Linked DNA regions of Mus musculus: all the other regions are linked to region 3. Evidence: chromatin contacts called from public HiChIP or PLAC-seq and promoter capture Hi-C data. All regions are on one chromosome and are shown on one strand. Each heading gives the region's core, a stretch centred on a gene start, on an enhancer-like site or on the middle of the called end of the contact. The rest is flanking DNA. Distances are from core to core; before and after follow the strand shown. Region 1 holds the start of Tap2 (transporter 2, ATP-binding cassette, sub-family B (MDR/TAP)). Region 2 holds the start of Tap1 (transporter 1, ATP-binding cassette, sub-family B (MDR/TAP)). Region 3 holds the start of Bag6 (BCL2-associated athanogene 6).

Evidence for each region. Promoter capture Hi-C pulls out the DNA fragments that hold promoters and counts their contacts. HiChIP or PLAC-seq counts read pairs in DNA pulled down with a chosen protein or histone mark.
Region 1: a contact with region 3 is called in an H3K4me3 HiChIP or PLAC-seq map of bone marrow-derived macrophages, with 5 times the contacts expected there. The contact joins the promoter of Tap2 here to the promoter of Bag6 in region 3. A contact is called at or near these places in 1 of 39 promoter capture datasets (liver), 1 of 115 datasets of contacts at active chromatin or transcription factors (bone marrow-derived macrophages) and 2 of 9 other capture datasets (adipose tissue and liver).
Region 2: a contact with region 3 is called in a promoter capture Hi-C map of embryonic stem cells, with 3 times the contacts expected there. The contact joins the promoter of Tap1 here to the promoter of Bag6 in region 3. A contact is called at or near these places in 4 of 39 promoter capture datasets (embryonic stem cells, liver and stem cell-derived epiblast-like cells), 1 of 115 datasets of contacts at active chromatin or transcription factors (bone marrow-derived dendritic cells) and 2 of 9 other capture datasets (liver and pancreatic islet).

What each region holds. Positions count from the first base shown.
Region 1 is chr17:34,201,928-34,205,950 of GRCm38.p6, reverse strand. It overlaps Tap2 (transporter 2, ATP-binding cassette, sub-family B (MDR/TAP)), which reads right to left and starts at 1,472. Exons shown (of 12, transcript NM_011530.3): 1 at 1,328-1,472; 2 at 167-664; 3 at 1-81. The coding sequence starts at 656.
Region 2 is chr17:34,185,077-34,189,073 of GRCm38.p6, reverse strand. It overlaps Tap1 (transporter 1, ATP-binding cassette, sub-family B (MDR/TAP)), which reads right to left and starts at 1,518. Exons shown (of 11, transcript NM_013683.2): 1 at 669-1,518. The coding sequence starts at 1,194. It overlaps Psmb9 (proteasome (prosome, macropain) subunit, beta type 9 (large multifunctional peptidase 2)), which reads left to right and starts at 1,744. Exons shown (of 6, transcript NM_013585.2): 1 at 1,744-1,824; 2 at 3,277-3,344. The coding sequence starts at 1,765.
Region 3 is chr17:35,133,235-35,137,222 of GRCm38.p6, reverse strand. It overlaps Bag6 (BCL2-associated athanogene 6), which reads right to left and starts at 1,723. Exons shown (of 26, transcript NM_001372261.1): 1 at 1,595-1,723; 2 at 988-1,108. The coding sequence starts at 1,095.

The sequences.
Region 1 (4,023 bases), core at 223-2,722, 930 kb after region 3:
CGCTTGCAAAGGCGTCGGGGTCGAAATCACCTCCCAGGATGTCAATTACACGACCCGAATAGCGAGGGATTAATGTCTCCCCTGAAAGAGGCAAGAAAGATAAGGAGGCTGTGCCCTGGCAAGGCCCTTCTCCCACCTCCCTCTCACAGTGGTCTCTTCCTCTCACCCCACACAGCCACCACAAGGAAGAAGAAGGCAGCTATGAGGAAAGGCAGGTCCGGCCTGGACAGCTTCAGCAACCGCTTCATCAGTGTTCTGTTCTCCTGGCCTGGTTCCTTCTCCTGGACTCCAGCCGGGCTCAGCACAGCCCACACGGCCCAGCTCAGCGCAACAGCCCCATAGCCAGCCAGCAGCCAGCCCCAAGAGGCAGAAGCCACTCGGACTACTGAGGTGCTCGCGGTGCCTCCCACCAGAGCTCTTAGCGAGAAAAACAGGGGAGTGGCAAGGCAGAGCAAGGGCAGAAGGGTCCCCACAAGTCCCAGCAGCTCTCCCACTTTTAGCAGTCCCCACAGCACTCCAAGTCGCAGGGTGCCCTCTATCCAGAGTCCTGGCAGCCCCTGGGGAAGCAGATTTCCCAGAGATCCTTGTAGCAACCCAAGTAAAGCCATGTCCGCCAGCAGCAGAGAGACCCAGGGCCTCAGGTAGGACAGCGCCATGGTGGGTTCTGCGGAAAGAAAGGGAGAAATGAGGTCTGTGGAGTTCCAACCCTGGTTACGAGCCTCCTGCCCCAAATCCACCCTGAGGCTTCTTGTTCACCGGAAAGACCCCCTCCTAGATAAGTCTCTCCTAGGACTGACTGTCTGACGGAGCTGGGAAGGCTGCATTATTCTCACACACAGTCACACAGACACACAGACACTCAGACACACAGCACGGGGGTGGGGGTGGGGGAGGGGGCGGTCTGCTGCCACCACATCCATCTCCCTGAAGTTTGTTGGTGTTAGCCCAAGAAGACACACTGCCCCCATTCCTCGGGTCTTTAAGAGCCAGGAGACCCGGTGCAGGGGCGGGATGCGGGTGGGTTCGGTAGCCTTAGATGGCTTGGGACAGAAGGTTCTGAGTAGGGGCGCTGGGCCGGCGGCGCCCGACGGAAGACCGGGGACGCAGGGCAAGGGGGTGGGGCAGAGGACCTTGGGCAAGGGGTGAGGGACAGGGGACCTGGGACACTGGGTGGGGCAGGGGCACGGAGCAGAGGACACGGGGCAGGGAGTAAGCGGCAGAAGACCCAAGACAGGGGACGAGGAGTGGGGAACCGGATGATGACGCCAAGGGTTTGGGAATGGGCCGCACTCCTGCTAACTCTCGGGTTCTATCCAAAAGAACTCACCTGCGGCTGCGGAGCGGCAGCTCAGGAGAGCTTCTGGAATCTGCTTCTTCTCAAACTGGATCTCCTGGGTGCGCAGCGACGCCCTCGCGGGGAGCGCGCCTGGGTCCCGCGGCTTTCGCTTTCACTTCACTGCCGTGGTCGCGGTGCTGCGCACAGCCGCCAGCAGATGGCGCCTGTCAATTTGCGGGTGGGTTGAGCGCCCCAGGTTCCCAAAAAGGCTCGCCCTCCAAGGCCGCTACTAGCAAAACTCTTGAGGGTCTGAGATGCTTTGAAAAGGAAAAAAAAACAAAAACAAAAACAAAAAAAAACAAAACAAACAAAAAAAAAAAACGAAAAAACCCTGCATTTCTCCGACCTCCGAGCATGTTTTAAGAAGCGCCGGTTAAACTGGGACTATAGTTCAGATGTTGAGAAAACTTGCCTGAGCCCAGGGTTCGCTGCCAGTAGGTTTGAGGAAGGGGAAAGAGGAGGAGGAGTAAAGGGCAGAAAAGAGCATAGGAGAAGGAGAAAGGCGAGGGAAGAGAATGGTCGTGGACGGAAGGAAGGGGAGGGAGGAAAATGGAGGAGGGAGTGACTTCAGGTCCCTCCCAGTCAGCAGACCACACAGGTGTCCCACCTTTGGAAAAAGGAAGAGAGGAGAGAGAAGGACGGAGGGTGGAAGAGAAGAGAGGCTTGAGGGCTTGTTTGTTTTTCCAGGTAAGCTCAAGAGTTGGGGTCTGGGGTAAAACTAGGGCTTACAAGAAGGCCTCAGCTCCTATCAGCAGGCCAAAGGTTCCCTTTCACAGATTTTGAACCCAGAGGCTCTGGCCCTTTGTCCTCAGACTTTCTTCGCAGCACACCGCACTTGCAGTGAGGGCCCTGGGTCAGTGCCAGGGCCTGCTGCTTGTGAGGTAGTCAGAGTAGGCTGTAGGCTAACACCATCAAAGAGGGAACCCGGCCTCCTCCCCAGAGCCCAGTTCATTGCGGAAATCACCCTTCTGGGCTCCAGGGAAGAGCCCTCACAGAGCATGGTGAGGCACCAGGTTCCATTCTCAGACATGAAAATCAACCATGCTGCTCATCACCACACCCCACCACCAGGGCACTACAAGGAGAAATGACTCTGCGGGCTGAAACTACCTATAAAGGAAAAAAAATCCCCTTAGACATGCTGGTGTGACTACCCATGAGTCACTTGAAGGTCAAATGTTGAGGGCGGGGGGGGGGCTGGGGGTGGCCTTAAAGCAGGCCTACATGGCTATGCCTATCTCTCTGGACTTTAGGGCTACCCCAGGTGGAGAAGGCTCCCATCTGGCTGTCTGGATCTCAGAGTCCTCTAACCCCTGACCTGGCTCTTGACCACTCCTGCACGGAGCACTCATGCGCTGAACTCTCCTGCCCTGAGCACTCCTGCACTGAGCACTGCTACACTGAGCACTCCTGCACTCAGCACTCCTACACCAAACACTCTGTACTGAGTACTCTTGTCCTGAGTACTCCTGCACTGAGCATGCCTGCACTGAGCACTGTGCTGAGTACTCCTGTGCTGTGCCCTGAACACTCCTGCCCTGAGCACTCCTGTCCTGAGTACTCCTGCTCTGAGCACTCTTGTCCTGAGTACTCCTGCCCTGAGCACTCCTGTCTTGAGCATGCCTGTGTTGAGTACTCCTGCCCTGAGCATGCATGTGCTGAGTACTCCTGCGCTGAGCATTCCTGACCTGAGCACTCCTATCCTGAGCACTCCTGTCCTGAACACTCCTGAGCTGAGCACTCCTGCACCAAGTATTCCTGCACTGAGCACTCCTGTGCTGAGTAATCCTGCCCTGAGCACTCCTGTCCTGAGTACCCCTGCCCTGAGCATGCCTGTCCTGAGCATGCCTGTGTTGTGTACTCCTATGTTGAGCACTCCTGCACCAAGCACTCCTGCACTGAGCACTCCTGCACTGAGTACTCCTGCCCTGAGCACTCCTGTGCTGAGTACTCCTGTGCTGAGCATTTCTGCCCTGAGTACTCCTGCCCTGAGCACTCCTGTCCTGAGTACTCCTACCCTGAGCATGCCTGTCCTGAGCATGCCTGTGTTGTGTACTCCTATGTTGAGCACTCCTGCACCAAGCACTCCTGCACTGAGCACTCCTGTGCTGAGTACTCCTGCACTGAGCACTCCTGCACTGAGTACTCCTGCCCTGAGCACTCCTGTCCTGAGTACTCCTGCCCTGAGCACTCCTGTGCTGAGTACTCCTGTGCTGAGCATTTCTGCCCTGAGTACTCCTGCCCTGAGCACTCCTGTCCTGAGTACTCCTACCCTGAGCATGCCTGTCCTGAGCATGCCTGTGTTGTGTACTCCTATGTTGAGCACTCCTGCACCAAGCACTCCTGCACTGAGCACTCCTGTGCTGAGTACTCCTGCACTGAGCACTCCTGCACTGAGTACTCCTGCCCTGAGCACTCCTGTCCTGAGTACTCCTGCCCTGAGCATGCATGTGCTGAGTACTCCTGTGCTGAGCATTCCTGCCCTGAGCACTCCTATCCTGAGCACTCCTGTCCTGAACACTCCTGAGCTGAGCACTCCTGCACCAAGCACTCCTGCACTGAGCACTCCTGTGCTGAGTAATCCTGCCCTGAGCACTCCTGTCCTGACCACTCCTGTGCAGATTACTCCTGTTCTGAGCACTCCTGTGCTGAGTACTCCTGTCCTGAGCACTCCTATGCTGAGCAGT
Region 2 (3,997 bases), core at 269-2,768, 950 kb after region 3:
CCCAAGCCTGTTCACAGACCCAAGCCTGCTCGGCTACATCAAACTTCTCAAGGGCTACTTGAGGGCGGTTAGCAGACCTTGGGGGCACAGGCTGTTAATCCCAGCACTCCAAGTAGAAGCGAGCAGATCTCTCTGGGTTTGAGACCAACCTGGGCTACATAATGAATTCCAGAAGAGCCAAAGCTACAAAGAAAGACCCTATCTCAAAAAGGAAAGAATAGAAAAGAGGGGAAGGGGGAGGGGAGGGGAGGGGAGGGGAGGGGAGGGGAGGGGAGGGGAGGGGAGGGGAGGGGAGGGGAGGGGAGGGGAGGGGAGGGGAGGGCAGGGGAGGGGAGAGGAGAGGAGAGGAGAGGAGAGGAGAGGAGAGGAGAGGAGAGGAGAGGAGAGGAGAGGAGAGGAGAGGAGAGGAGAGAGAAGAGGAGAGGAGAAGATGGCGGTGTGGAAAGAAACCTTCACATTTGGGCTATGATGTGAAGTTCTGCTCCCAGAAGACCCTGTCCCCAACGCCCTTGTCTGGACCCCTTCTCGGGCCTGGGTCCTTCTCTTTCCGCCTAAGTTGCCTCCTTAGTGTCTCTGACGCTTCCCGGGACTACTTTACTCTCCCTTTCTGCCTGGAATGCCCATTGCCCTGTCCCCTGTGGCCTGCTCTTTCACCCAGTCTCCCTTACCAAGGCAAGAGAGAATCAAGAGAACCAGAACCAGGTAGAGACGTCTCTTCTTAGGGCCCAGGAAGCCCAGCATCCGACACAGCATGTCTCCAGCGTCCCTGTTGCCGCTGGGCGCCCAGAGGCTCCCCAACTTGTGCCACAGGGCGGCTGCGGGCAATGCTGCCACATAACTGATAGCGAAGGCATCTGGACGACTGTTCCAGTACAGTAATCCAGCGCTGTCACCCTCCCGGAGTGTTCCCCAGGCGGCCAGCTCTCGGAACAAGGCAAGTCCAGGCAGGGCCAAACTCAGTGCGGCCACCAGCGGCTGCAAAGCAGCCAGCCAGCCATGGGCTCCTGCGGTGACCCCGAGGACCCCGCGGACCCCTAGTCCTAGGATGGCCCAGCGACTCAGGCCCACCACCCAGACCCGGAGCAGCGGCACCTCGGGAACCAACAGGGAGAAGATTCCCGGGAGCATGGGCCGCAGCAGCAGCCAGTCCACCAGAAGGAGCAGGGCGGCCGCCAGCCAGACGTGCGCAGCCATCGAGCGTGAGCTGTCCAGAGTCTGGTCCTAGCCTGGGACTCTCGACGTCCGCGCTGCACAGGAGTCTCCGTGGGGAAGGAAGAAGGGCGGGTCCGAGGGCGTGCGCGTAAAGTCCCGGGAACCCGCTCGAGCTGGTGGAGCTGACTAGAAGTGCTGGCGTTTAGAGGAAGAAGAAACCGAAAGCCGACCTCGAATCACTAGACACGCCTCCTTCTGAGACTGGCTTGCTCAGGCTGTTCTGGAAGCTGCCGCTGAAGCTGTAGTTGGAGTTCTGCCTAGCAGCCCTGGCCTGTCGTGTTCTTCTCCATGAATCTCATTCTCCTCTTCTTCCCCAGCCCCCTTAACTTGCTTGCGTGAATTTTCCCATCCCAGGCCCCACCCCAGATTGAGGGCAGGACCCTCTGTCGTCACCTGTCTCTGGGCAGATTTGCCCTGCTCAGGTTTGCTCTGGGCGCCAAATGCTGGTAGAACGGCACGCCCCTTGCGCGATGATGGGGCGGGGCCTCAGTCTGCAAGTTGCCTGCACCGCGCGCAGCCGCTGATTGGAAAGCCGAGCCCCGCTCTGCTGAGATGCTGCGGGCAGGAGCACCTACCGCCGGCTCGTTCCGGACGGAAGAAGTCCACACCGGGGTAATGGGTCTCGGGGTGAGAGTCAGCGGGTGGAGTGATCAGGGACCCCTAAAGCTCTGGAAGTAAACCAAGAGACTTAGGAAGCTTGTAGCGCCCAGCGCTTGCGCTCCACAGTGAACGTAGGGTATCCCTGCTCAGAAGTGTGGTGTCCAGGGGTCTGTGGAGGGATCCGCATGCGAAGCTGGTGAGAAGGTGCGTTCTTTGGCTTGAGCTGGAAGCGTCTAAGGGAAGTTGCTCCAAAGCGCTTTCGCTTTCACTCTAGACTGCGCAGTTGGGGTTACTGGCTAAATCAAGTGAGGGGCTTGGGGACCCCTGCAAAAGAGGTGCTGAGGTGTCCTGGATGAAGCACCTGAGAGAAGGTAATATGGAGGCTCACTGAAAAGGACCTACCTACACATCATACAGATCTTTGCTTAACCTAGCCCCAGACAGCCCCCACCCTGAGTGAGGACAAGCTCTCTGGCGCCAGGATTGAGGGGGAGATGGGGATGATCGGTGGTCCTCCTTGTTCCAGGTGCTGCCCTGCAGCACACTCCACCCCACCCTGTCCCAACACCGTCATTCCCATGCTTGCCTGAGAACTTTGCCCAGACCTAGGAGCTGGGAAGATGGCAGCTGGTTTCTGCTCTCTAAAAGCCACCAACCACAGTGTTAACATGGTGTGGAGGAACAAAGTGGACATTTCTGGCCTTTTACTTGTGCTCAGAAAGCACACTCGCGGGCAGGGTCCCCGGAGATCAGAACGACATGGAGTGGACAGAAAGGTTGGAAAAAGTCTCCCTCGCTGCCACGGAGCTGTGGGACTTAGAAATCAAATCAATCAAGGGTTCAGAGTGAGACCTGAGTCAACTTGGGAAGCTCATTCGTCTCCATAAGTCAGTTTTCTCAGTGCACCCAAGGGTCTCCTAAGGTGCCTTTTAACCTAGAAGGTGTGGGGGAAGTAGATGTGTCTACCCTCCTTCACTTATCCGTAATTCTTTCCTTGACCTGGAAAAACTCTGCTATCCAGAAGTCCTTTCCCCTGGCTGCAGAGACTTCGCTTAAGTGAAATTTGTGCCCTACCTGAAGGATCCTTGCTGCTTCTGTGTCTCGACTCCTGGCCATGTTAACCCCCGGCCTCTCTGTGTCCCTTGTTCAGTAACACTAAGGCTCCCCTTCTGATAAAGTAAGGTTGCAGGTGGGGGATCCAGGACCAGGAAAGACCTGGTCTTGTGTCACAGTAATTCACAGTAATGATGCATGTGGTACGCAATTCACAAGCAGCGGGGCCGGTTTCCTGGGCCTTCCTCTCAGTTCTTGCTCTCCTCATGCAGATTGTGTCTGCCTCCAGGAACCATCCTTGCTTTTCAGGGTGACCTTGAGTCGGTCACCTCCTGCATGGACATTTTCTCCTCCTTAAGATGGAGGCTCAAGACGCTCCTAGCTCTGACTTTTCGTACTGTCTCTCTGCAGACAACCATCATGGCAGTGGAGTTTGACGGGGGTGTCGTGGTGGGCTCTGATTCCCGGGTGTCAGCGGGGTGAGTAGTGTCAAAGGCCCGTGTGTTGGAGGGAAGCTGGTGGCCCTAAGTGCACATTTTTCTTGCCCACTTCTGAGGAGTATGATAACCTTCCAAGAAATGAAGCTGATCTTTCCAAAAAAGTATCATAATGCATTGATGGAGAGGCGTCTGGGCCTCTGAATCCATGGCATTCATGAATATTTTGTAGCTTGATGGACATAAAGAAATAGTATCTCGGAGGGACACGGGTAGGTTGTAGATGGACTGTGTTATCTGCAGTTAGGATAAAAGATAAATGGTGGTTTTCTGAAGCAGTTATCTCACTCATTTGCCTGAGTTTGAAGTAAGTTTGATTGGTCTCCCGTCCTGGCTAGTTTGCTCACACACAAGTCAGACTGGGATGACATCCATGCTGTTTCTGCCATGTTCCATAGAACCACCGTTGCCCCTCAAAGTGATGAACTGCAAGGAAATTCTGGAAAGAGGCAATTTTTTTCTCTTGTTTCACTTTTTGTTTTTAGAGACAGGGTTTCTCTGTGTAGCCCTGGCTGTCCTGGAACTCACTTTGTAGACCAGGCTGGCCTCGAACTCAGAAATCCGCCTGCCTCTGCCTCCCAAGTGCTGGGATTAAAAGCGTGAGCCACCACTGCCTGCCATAGAAGCACACTTTT
Region 3 (3,988 bases), core at 474-2,973:
ACACACAATATACGGTTCAGTAGTAAGTGCTCTGTGCTAGGTCCAAGGTTCAGTACCCATCAGAACCACATACATGCAATAAATAAATAAATAAAAATAAGGGAAGGTGGAAAAAAAGAACAAACAAACCAAAAATAGCAATAGCATACAACTGAAATTCCAAGCTTGGAAAGCAGAGACAGGAGGATCATGAGTACAAGACCATCAGTTCTAAGACATTTCACTATGTAAGAAAAAAAGGACCAAGCCAAGTCAGATGTGGTCCTCTGTTATAGTGCATATAATCCTAGCACATAGACGACCACATAGACGACGAAGGCACAGTGGTCAGAGGCCAAAGTTAGCCTGGGCTATAGGAGATCCTGTGCCCACCTCCCGGAAAGACATTAAGTAATTCTTGGTAGGGCCAAATTAACTATCACATGTACCTACAGACAAAAGTCTATGTGGCTTTTTAAATATCTGCTTTAAAAACCACAAAAATGACCTCCTCATGGTGGTTGTCTCAAAGAATTATGCAGTGGCCACAGTGCACTAAGGTCAGGAGGCTCAAACCATGCCTCAGCTATTGACAAGTCTACTTCACAGTGGATGAAAGCAGGTTTCCTTAATCTTATAAAAATAGTACCAAGCTGTGAACACTCTGTTTAAAAAAAAAAAAAAAAAACCCACACCAAACTTGTCTGAGGTCCCTGTGACACACCATTCTTGTCCAAGGTGCCCCCTGTGTTGTGTCTGGTCCCAAAGGCCAGAGTCATGTCTGTCTCTTTGGGCTGGGGTCTGCACAGAACAGGTATAGATCCCTCCTCTCTACTTTCCTCTTCACTGAGTTCTGTCAAAGTGAAGACAGACTCCAAATCGGCCTCACTCAACAGTAACCACATCCCCTCACTCAATAGGTACATCAGATGTCCTATCCAGTAAGGGACAAAAGAGTCAATGACAAGAAAATCAGGCGCATCCTTCTACAAAGTACTGGTGTCTCACCTGGGCCCCCACAATAAAAGTCCGAGTCTGAGAGTCCAGGGTCTTCACCAGTACCTCCAGGCTGTCAGGCTCCTCCATAGCGGTACTGGCACTATCACTCGGCTCCATGGCCGACAGCTCTCTAAAGAAGAACGAGGGGGGGGGGTTCGCTGTCGGTCGCACTGTATTTTATACACCCGGAAGCCTCTCTGGACCCAATCTCCGCCCCAATCCCTTCAAAGTTTCTCATACACAAGCAGATATATTCATCCTCCTTCTCATCCCCCCTTTTTGATTCGGGGGCACAGGAACAGAAACACAAAGGGTAGGAGATCGACGGCATAGGGAGATGAAGGACGAGAGGTGGGAGGGGCTCCACCATGCCAATCACAATAGGGAGAGCCAGTTGGGCTAGGAATCAGGGAAGCAAGCACGAGACCGACCAGAGGCCAGTGTCATCACCGGTCGCGACCGAGCAAGCGCCCGAGAGATCGGGAAATCCTAGGACAACGCGAGGGGTGGGGGGAGGGTCGCGCTAGACTCGGCAGAGAAAAGTGGCTTCGCGCACGCGCAGCACCACAATCGAACCCGCCTAAATCACCACCGACCCAAGACCGCGGACACTCACGGGAGGCTGGACGGGCTCGCTGACCGCCCCCGCCTTCCGCCTCCGCCTCTCCTCGGTATTCCAGCAACACGACTTAACCAACACGCGACCAAACACATACAAACACACATACACAGCCCACCACCCTGTGGCTCCGCCCCCGACGTCCCCACGGTACCGTCACTTCCGGTCTCCCCCAACCTGGCACCAAGGGCCACTTCCGTTTCCCCGATCGTATTTGGGGGGATCTCGAGGCGGTACTTCCGGCTCCCCCAGTCTCCCCCGATTTACTTTCGTGGGGCACGATGAGAAAGTCCACAGCCCCGAACAGTGAGTTTCTGGGGGGCGAGACGGGCCCGGGCCGGCCGAGATGGGAGGGAGCCGACCACCCGGAGGAGCCGCCGCCGCCGCCGTCGTCGCCCGGGGGACCGCACTGCGCCTGCGTGAGCGGCGCCACGCGTGCGCACACTCTAAGTACTTCCCCGCCCCCCTCCGGCTATGTGCGTTTCTTCCCTGCGCGCGCCAGAGTGCAACCGGACCGGGGTGGCTACTGGAAACGCCTAAAGAAAAATGACTGAGTGAGATGCTGTAATTTCCTCGAGAAAAATTGTGAGACTTGTGTGGAGTGCACCTCGTTAATCAACGTCCCATCTTGATGGTCAGAGACGTTTACAGGCACAATTCTAACTACCTAAAACTCTGCAAGACCTCTGGTCCTCCCATCATTTCTGTTCTTCCGGAAGCCACTCTTTTTCGTGGACGGCTGGTGGCGTTCCGCGGGCTGTGTTTGCTTGTGCCCGACTCTAGTTCCTGGCGGGATTAGGCCGGTTGGGCTCTTTGCAGACTTTGAGCATCCTGTTTATTGAGATCTCCGAGGGAGTGCCATGTTTAAGGATAAAAAAAAATTCTATTGCATTTTTTGGTTTTGAGACATTTCTGCTGCTTTTTAAGAGCTTTGTAGAAAAAAAGAAAGAAAAGAGAACGGGTGCCTTGCGGATCAGATTAAAGGACAAGACTTTAAGAAGGGACCAAGGGAATGGAGAGATGGCTCAAGAGATGAAGAGCACTGTCTGCTCTTCCAGAGGTCCTGAGTTCAATTCCCAGCAACTACATGGTGGCTCACAACCATCCGTAATGAGATCTGACACCCTCTTCTGGTGTGTCTGAAGACAGCGACAGTGTACTCACATACATAAAATAAATAAATCTTTAAAAAAGGAAAAGAAAAGCCGGGCGTGGTGGTGCACACCTTTAATCCCAGCACTTGGGAGGCAGAGGCAGGCGGATTTCTGAGTTCGAGGCCAGCCTGGTCTACAAAGTGAGTTCAAGGACAGCCAGGGCTACACAGAGAAACCCTGTCTCAAAAACAAACAAATAAAATAAAATAAATAAAATAAAATAAAATAAAATAGAAAAGAAAAGAAGGAAGAAAAAGAAAGGGGATTGAAAGGCCCACCGCCAAGGGAGTTGAACGGTTAAGTTTTTCTCTCTCTGCATTCTTCCCCACTTATTCTTAGATGCCAGTACTGATGAGACTTCCAGTAAGCATTGTATGATGAGACTTTTACATGCTGTCTCACTGTTACCCTGAATTGCCTGGAACTCATAAGGACAATGTTCCCCCCACCACCACCCAGTGCAGGGTTGTGTGTCACTCTAATAGACTATATTTACGTTTTGAATTTTTTTTTTCCAAGATAGGATTTCACTATGTAAGTCTGGATGTCCTGTAACTCACAGAAACCCACCTGCCTCTGCATCCCAGATGCTGGGATAATAGAAGTTAAATATTTTTAAAAATACTTTTCGGGGATGGAGGAGGGGTGTATGGCCTGCGTCTGCAACAGCACAGTGCAAATGTGGAGATCCGAGGGAAATGTGGTGTCCTCTCACTGTGTGGGGACCAGGGGATCTTCAGCTTGGGTTGCCATCTGCCAAGTACCCTCACTGCTGAGCCACTTCCCCAGTCCCACATTTAGTATTTTATTATAAAAATTTCTGCCGGGCGGTGGTGGCGCATGCCTTTAATCCCAGCATGTGGGAGGCAGAGGCAGGCGGATTTCTGAGTTCAAGGCCAGCCTGGTCTACAGAGTGAGTGCTAGGACAGCCAGGGCTACACAGAGAAACTCTGTCTCAAAAAAACAAAAATAAAGCCGGGCGTGGTGGTGCACACCTTTAATCCCAGCACTTGGGAGGCAGAGGCAGGCGGATTTCTGAGTTCGAGGCCAGCCTGGTCTACAGAGTGAGTTCCAGGACAGCCAGGGCTACACAGAGAAACCCTGTCTCAAAAACAAACAAACAAACAAATAAATAAAAATTTCATGGGCTAGAGAGAAGTCCTGAGTTCAATTCCTGGCAGCCATATAGTGGCTCACAACCATCTGTAATTGGATCCGATGCCCTCTTCTGGTGTGT